Regions from separate parts of the Sus scrofa genome. Here region 1 is linked to region 2. The links are chromatin contacts, called in public Hi-C maps. All regions are on one chromosome and are shown on one strand. The core of a region is the stretch at or near the end of the contact, and the rest is flanking DNA. Distances in the headings are between cores, read along the strand shown.

Evidence for each region. A called contact is a pair of places that touch in the nucleus more often than the background predicts.
Region 1: a contact with region 2 is called in a Hi-C map of fetal liver, with 1.6 times the contacts expected there. The contact joins the enhancer-like site here to the promoter of MRPL15 in region 2. A contact is called at or near these places in 12 of 47 Hi-C or Micro-C datasets (adipocytes, blood, brain and 6 more) and 2 of 2 datasets of contacts at active chromatin or transcription factors (alveolar macrophages and skeletal muscle).

Annotation. Positions count from the first base shown.
Region 1 is chr4:77,123,850-77,127,955 of Sscrofa11.1, reverse strand. It overlaps TCEA1 (transcription elongation factor A1), which reads right to left. Exons shown (of 10, transcript NM_001243680.1): 3 at 3,376-3,481; 4 at 1-4. Among named protein-coding and RNA genes, the nearest start is that of TCEA1, 16 kb to the right of the region's middle. Within about 2 kb of position 1,970, at least 2 of the 83 cell types and tissues checked have an H3K27ac peak or open chromatin away from gene starts, as enhancers often do. A contact at or near this core is called in fetal liver, where this site is marked.
Region 2 is chr4:77,073,635-77,077,315 of Sscrofa11.1, reverse strand. It overlaps MRPL15 (mitochondrial ribosomal protein L15), which reads left to right and starts at 1,494. Exons shown (of 5, transcript NM_001243528.1): 1 at 1,494-1,883; 2 at 2,654-2,808. The coding sequence starts at 1,776.

The sequences.
Region 1 (4,106 bases), core at 721-3,220, 50 kb before region 2:
CCATCTGAAAATTGATGAAATTCCTAATTGTTAGAATTTTTTTAAAAAACCCACAGAATTACTTCATGTTATCAGGCTATTTATGCAACAACCACCACCAAAAAAAAAAAAACCCACTAAAATCCAAAGATTTTAACAAGTAAAGTCAATGCAAGCTGTTCTATCAGCAGATACACATGGGTGTTTTTCATAATGTACATCCCCAAAAAAACCCTCTCATCTGGTGGGGAGCACAACTTTAGATTCCAGTGGCAGCACAAAAGGGGGGCAAGCTTGCAGAACAAGGGAAGGAAAAAGTATGGAAAAACCACTAGCACTGCACTTAAAAAGTGAAAGTGCAAAGCAAATATAGCAATACTGCTTTGGTAACTTTTCGCAAAGTCAAGAAATTTGAGGTAGGGAATTCCACTATAGCGCAGCAGATTAAGGATCCAGCATTGTCACTGTAGTGACTCTGGCTGCTGCTGTGGCGCAGCTTCTTCAATCCTTGGCCTGGGAACTTCTACATGCTGTGGGCTCAGGGGAAAAAAAAAATTGAGGTGATAATCAAAATATAAATATTTCAGGGACAGTACACAAAGAACATTTTCATAGAACGTACTTTAAGATTATCAGTTAGGCCTACACAGTACCTCCTCTATTTTAAATAATCTGTAAACTAACACAGATTATTACTACTAATAAAGCACAAGTTTTAAGACTTAAGGAGGTGAGCAATGAGACATGGGGAAATAAAGTACATAAGAGGACTAATTACTCTAGAATGTGGAATTAGACTTAAAATTTAAGGTGAGGAGTTCCCGTTGTGGTGCAGAGGAAACGAATCTGACTAGGAACCATAAGGTTGCAGGTTTGACCTGTGACCTCACTCATTGGGTTAAAGATCCGTCGTTGCCGTGAGCTGAGGTGTAGGTCACAGACGACGCTCAGATCCTGCCTTGCTGTGGCTGTGGTATAGGTCGGCAGCTGTAGCTCTGATTCGACCCCTAGCCTGGGAACCTCCATGTGCTGCGGGTGCAGCCCTAAAAAGAAAAAAATAAAATAAAATTTAAGTGAACTGTAAACATAGAGCTTATCTTTAAAGATTAGCCTTGTAAAAAAGGTTTTTATTTTGAAATAATTTGAAACTTGCACAAATGTTGTAAGAATGGTACAAAGAACTTCACCCAGACCCCCCCACTGTTAACATTCTGGCACACAGCCTTCTCATTCTCCACTTCACATATGGATATGTGTGTATGGACACACACACACAAACACTGTGTGCACACCTCCTTCTCATTCATTCTCCACTCCACGTACAGATACGTGTGTGTGGACACATACACAGTGGGCACACCGGCATTTTTTTTTTTTTTTTTGGCTGCACCCACAGTATGTTTCTGGCCAGGGATTGAACCCGCACCACAGCAGAGACCTGAGCTGCTGCAGTGACAATGCCGGATTCCTAACCTGTTGTGCCACAAGGGAACTCAGACATACTTCTTTTAAACCATTTGGAAATAAGCAGCATATATCATGTCCCTTGATCCCTAAATACTTCACTAGGTATTTCCTAAGAATAAGGAAGTTCATGTATATAACCACAGCAGTGGATTTAAACAGTAACTGTTTAGTTACCCACAGAACTTATAAAATTCTGCCAATTATCCTAATAATCATCTTTACAGCAATGTTTCTTTCTTGTTCAGAATCCTAATATAAGATCATACACTGCACATCGGTTTTCTTAAGACTAGACTTCTGTAATTTTATAGACTTCACAATTTTTGATTCTTGGTTTCAAAGCTCTTGTAAGTAATAGGTCTTTTCCTATTGCTATCTAAGAAATTTAAAAAGCTTCACCTTTTCTATTTTCTCTTCCATGTAAGGCCAATAGCTGCTAGGGAAATAGCTAATTCTAGGGCTGGGGCAGGGAAGATAGATAAACCCAACACACTTTGCAGCGTCAGAATGTAAGAAAGAGATAAAAAGGCGGAGGAGGCTTGTCACAGGGACACAGGAGCCAGTTTGAAGGGTACCCAGTGGTCAGAGCTGGAACAGTGGAAATATCAAAATCAACAGGAACAGTAGTGGGTTATAATCGATTGCATAGGGATCCACACGTGCACACTAACAGGAGATAGTAAATGGGAGGTAAAAGGAGGGTTCTTTCTTACCGAACAATGATGTATAAATACTAAAGAAGTGCAAGAAGTGGAAAAACACAATTTTACAATCGTCACCGTGCAGGGTGCTTTGGGAAAGACTCAGTGGACACTAAAGGGGATGGGGGAAGGTCAGAGGTGGAACCAGACAGTTTCAGGGTCTCAGCATCTCCTACTAGGCACGAGAAGAAAAATTATAAACAATGCAGAGTGCACCCCACCTGGGTCTCGACACCAACACCCTCCTGCCCCTTTCTTGGACGCAGCACTTGAGGAAGGACACAGCACACGTGCGCGATGTCCCAACCGTGCAGGCTCAACCAGATCTCTTCACAAGAGGATGCCAGATAAACCCAAATAAGGAACATGTTATTAAAAACTAAGGGGAAAGGGGTGCGTGTATTCTTCAAAAGTCAAATGTCCTAGAAATTCCTTCACGGCACAGTGGATTAAAGACCCAGCGTTGCTGTAGCTGTGGCACAGGTCGCAACTGCAGTACAGGTTTGATCCCTAACCTGGGAATTTCCACATGCTGTGGATGCGGCCAAAAAAAAAGGTCAACGTCCTAAAAGACATAAGAAGGCTTGAAAACTACGCCACATTAGCAGACTAGATACTTGATCCTAGAATGGACATCTTCTGGAGGAGAAAAAAAGCTGTAAAGGACGCTATTAAGACAACTGACAAAACTGCAATATGCACTACAGATTAAAGTATTGCACCAATGCATTTCCTGTAAGTACATAAAAAAATGAACTTGTTCCAAGACAACACACACTTAAGTATTAAAGAGTAAATAATGCATTGTAGATGCAATCTACTCTCAAATGGTTCAGGAAAAATAGTATGTATTTGAGTTATACATAAAGAGAAAAAGGGGGAGAATGTGACAAACATGCAAATATTAAAAATTAATGATCTAGAAAGAAGACGTGTGAGTTATTTTTATTATTCTTACAAACTTTATGTAAGTTAGAAACCTATTTCAAAAACCTTTTCAAAAGTGTGAAACCTTCTCCTTGAAGGATTATTTTCTTCTTAAAGAGGCAATCCCAGTTATAAATTACATGACTAGCTTAAAAAGCAGAACCCTCAAGGAGGTCAGACTTAAGTCCCCGTCTCATATCATAAGACACTGATTTCAAAACATCTATATTCATTAAGACAAAAAATTGCAACGGCCCTGTCTGAATAAACCAGGACATATGTAAGGTAAGATGGACTATACCTAATAACTTTTTCCAGGATTTGATGAGGGACTTTGCTAAAGATGTAACTTCTTCATCTGTGCTCTGTTTGCGAATAGCATTTACTGACATTCCAATTCTTGTGGACTGCAAGACAAAGACAAAAAAATGTGTTCAAGCAATTTTATTTTGGGCAATTCAGTGTTTCATTTTCTTTCTTTCCCAGATGCCTATTTCCACTTTAGAACAGAAAAAAAGCTTCAATTATATGAATTATTTTAATAGCAGACGACAGACTTAAGACACATACCTCTTCAGCTCAAACATTAGACACATCAAGGTTGCTATCACCGAGATCTGCAAGCACGAAACCTGCTCCTGGACTAGGGCTGCGGAACTAGTACAATGAAACCAGTCTTCCCCACCAGAGGAGAATAAACACAAAGTGTCTGCGTTTGTACCTGAGGCAGGCTGACAACGCACACTGTGCTTCTCCACCTCCCTCTAACAACAGTCTGCTGACACCTGCTGCAACCTGGAGGGAGGACACCCAGACAAACACCACCAGCCATGATCACAGACACTAAAAATGGACCTCACAGAGCTCGTAACCTGTGGTGTCCTAGGTGCCCTGGGTTATGCTGTGAGCATCCGTGCTTGTTAACCTTCCTTTATTTTATTTTATTTTATTTTATTTTATTTTATTTTATTTTTTGTCTTTTTGCCTTTTCTAGGGCTGCACCCTCAGCATATGGAGGATCCCAGGCTAGGG
Region 2 (3,681 bases), core at 245-2,744:
TAAAGGAGAGAATGCAAACTCTTCTTTTTTGGCAGTTTTTTTATACTTGATTTAAAATGACTTCTTAAAGGTTTAAAAATAGATGTAGTGGAGTTCCTGTTGTGGCAATGAATCCAACTAATATCCATGAGGACGCAGTTCGATCCCTGGCCTCACTCAGTGGGTTAAGGATCTGGTGTTGCTGTGAGCTGTAGTGCAGGTTGCAGACTCAGCTTGGATCTGGTGTTGCTGTGGCTGTGGTATAGGCTGGCAGCTATAACTCCAATTTGACCCCTAGCCTGAGAACTTCCATATGCCATAGATGCGGCCTTAAAAAAAAAAAAGGAAGTAGCTGTGCTCCACAAAGTTATTTCTTACTTACACTAACAGGAACAGCAGGAACAACACCCCAGACAGTGAAACAAAAAAAAAAAAAAAAAAAAAAAAAAAAATTAGAAGAAAAAGAAAGAAGCATGGTCTATATTACACTCACTTAAGACAAAAATAGGGAAGCTCATATTTTATTCAGTGAAAATGTTACGTATTTTGTGCTGCAGATATTCAGCTTCATGTTATAAAAAAATATTACTTATGTAATAGGAGCCAAAGTACAAATCTTGTCTCTGCGGCTTGCTGAGATCTTAGTCCAACTACCAACCCTGCCAAGTCTGTCAAAGGTGATAAAACATCTACCCCACGAGGAGTTGTTTAGTTGAACAAAATGAGGCTGAATCAGCACGTGACTGACATACCAAGCACTCAGCCTGGCTCCTTCATTATTAACAGCTTTTGAGTTAGTATCTCAGTGACTCAGTCAAAGCATAACAGAGGCACTCAGACTGGATGCAGGGTTTTGAGTCTTTTTCACAGTTGCTACTAGCCAGCCATTGCAATACCTAGACCTCAGGTATTCTTATCTCACTGGTGCCAACTAAAAATTGGCACTAGCCATCTGTCTCTCCTAGGATTGTTAGTAGCCACTGCAGCTGCTGAGCTTCAACACATACTGAAAGCATGGAGATCAGAAATGTGCTCTGGGAAAAACTGGCAGAACAACTTTCACATAGATATTTTCGGGGGATTTTATGAACCCAAATTTTTACATCTCCTGTCTAGAAAAGCCGTAAAGTCATTAACCATGGTATTTGTTCCTGATGACTAGCAGGAAACGTCTGCCAAAACGTGTGCTTGATTGCACGTACCCCCTTCACTAAAATCGTATACACTGACCTTCCCCCTACCTCTTCAAAGCAGTTCCTCAGAGGTCCCTGAAACGCTGTTTCCCAGACTTTATAGTCATTTTGCCCCAAATAAAACTTAACTTCCAACCTTTACATTGCACAACTTTTTTTCAGGCCATAGTGTATACAACTGGCCCAGCGCAAGCTAGTGCTTCAGCGTCCAGGTGATCTTATTCTGCACTCCACCTGGAGCTCAGAGACAGCCCTGCTTCTAAGGACCAGACGTTGTGACAGCACAGGCCAGGGACTCCTACACACAGCGTTTTCAGTGCCTGCCTGGTGCAGCGCAAGAGAACGCTGCACATTCAGAGCCGGGGTCGGGGCACGACCTCTCGAAATAGCCCAGCCCCAACCAACTGAAAACAAAGCCGGATCACGCCGCTACGAGGTAGACATGGGGAGACACGTGCTGCCTCCAACGCGGAGCCGGCTCCCGGTGTGCCCCGCGGCAAGCGGCGCAGCGGACTGACAGCACGACAGGGGCGGTGCCGCGGCCGTAAAGCAGCGTCCCAGATCACGTGGATCGGCGCCCTTGCGGCTTTTGCGGCACGGGTTATGGGCGGCCCCGTGCAGGGCGGTGGGCCCCGGGCCCTGGACCTGCTGCGAGCCCTTCCCCGTGTGAGTCTGGCCAACCTGAAGCCGAACCCGGGCTCCAGGAAACCGGTAAGGCTGCGGATGTCGGCGCGGTGGCGGGGTCCTGAGGGTTGTGAGTCCATAGGCTCTGGGAGGAGGGAGGGGCTGCCGGGCCCCAGGTCTCCTTGAGTGACGTGGGAAAACCTGACCACGTGGTTTCAGTTCTCTGCAAGGTTCGGGTTTAAGAGCATAATTATTTTACTATCGAGGAGCGAAATCGCAGGAGTTAAAAACGACTGTCTCGTTAAGACGGGTTTTAATGAAGTTTTTTCCATTGTGTCTTTATCTTTATAGGAAAGATACTATGTTCGATGTTTCTTCTGTAAATCTCTGAGCTGTTAGTGGACGTACTGTCACTTTAAGAACTCCTTGATTTCGTGAAGTGACAGGAAATTAAGTTAAATAAAATACTATATATGGGCAACAGTGGCATATTTACAATTAATTTCAAAATAAATGCACTTGAATATTACATAAATTTTGCTAGTCGTGGATGTTTAATTCTAGAATTTTCTTCAATTCCCGCCTGTCATAGAATCCTTTTTCTCATCTCATTCTTGGAACTTTGCCTTTGAAACACAACTTGGTTGCAAGAATCAGCTACGTCTTCAGAGGCAAAGCTGTTAGTGTTGAGTATTTGGATTTCAGGGCAGCCAGGATGGTGTCTGGAACCTTGTAAATTTGGCTATTGCTAGCTGGTTGGATGAATGAAGGGCATAACCAAAAGATACAGCACAAAGGTGAAATATGATTTAAACAGATGCGTGTGTGGATCATAAAACATTCCTCTTTCCTTGTAGGAAAGACGACCAAGAGGTCGGAGAAGAGGCAGAAAATGTGGCAGAGGCCACAAGGGAGAACGGCAGAGAGGAACCCGGCCCCGATTGGGCTTTGAGGGAGGCCAGACTCCATTCTACCTTCGAATCCCAAAATATGGCTTTAATGAAGGACATAGGTAACTTTGCTTTGCTTCTCAACCTGAAAATCTCTAATTCTTACTGAGAATCACCTAAAAATAGCTTGGTAGAAATTTAAATCCACTTGAAGCAAACTTGCTCCTGTTGCTGTGACCCACTTTTGGTAATGAAACTTAGCCTGATTTAGTAGGGAAAAAAAAGCCAGACTTTGCACTCAGACCTGCCAAATGGAGATACTTACAGAGCCTGCTCTTGAGGTTGTTTAGCACAACAATATATATAAAAATCTGGTCCTCTATCATCACCCAATACATGATAACTACCATTACTTTGAGTTCTTTTTTTTTTTTTTTGTCCTTTCTAGGGCCGCTCCCACAGCATGTGGATGTTCCCAGGCTAGGGGTCAAATCGGAGCCGTAGCTGCCAGCCAGAGCCACAGCAACTCGGGATCCGAGCCGCATCTGTGACCTACACCACAGCTCATGGCAATGCCGGATCCTCAACCCACTTGAGCAAGGACAGGGATCGAACCCGAAACCCCATGGTTCCTAGTCGGATTCGTCAACCACTGAGCCACGACGGGAACTCCCCTAGCCTTGTCTTTGACCTACACCACAGCTTATGGCAATGCTGGATCCTTGACACACCGATCAAGGCCAGGGATCAAATCTGTGTCCTCATGGATACTAGTTAGGTTTATTACCCTTGAGCTGACGGGAACTCCCTGAATTCCTTTAGTGAATAATTCAGATAGTGTGTTAAATTTTTCAGTATTTGTTTATATGTGTGAGTGAAGTAAATGCTTAGGCCAGTAATTTTTAAGGAAACAAAGTAAGTACTTAATGGTTTTGTTTTGTTGCCAAAATTCAAGGAGTATTACATGTTTATAGTATACTCAGGAGTTTCATTAA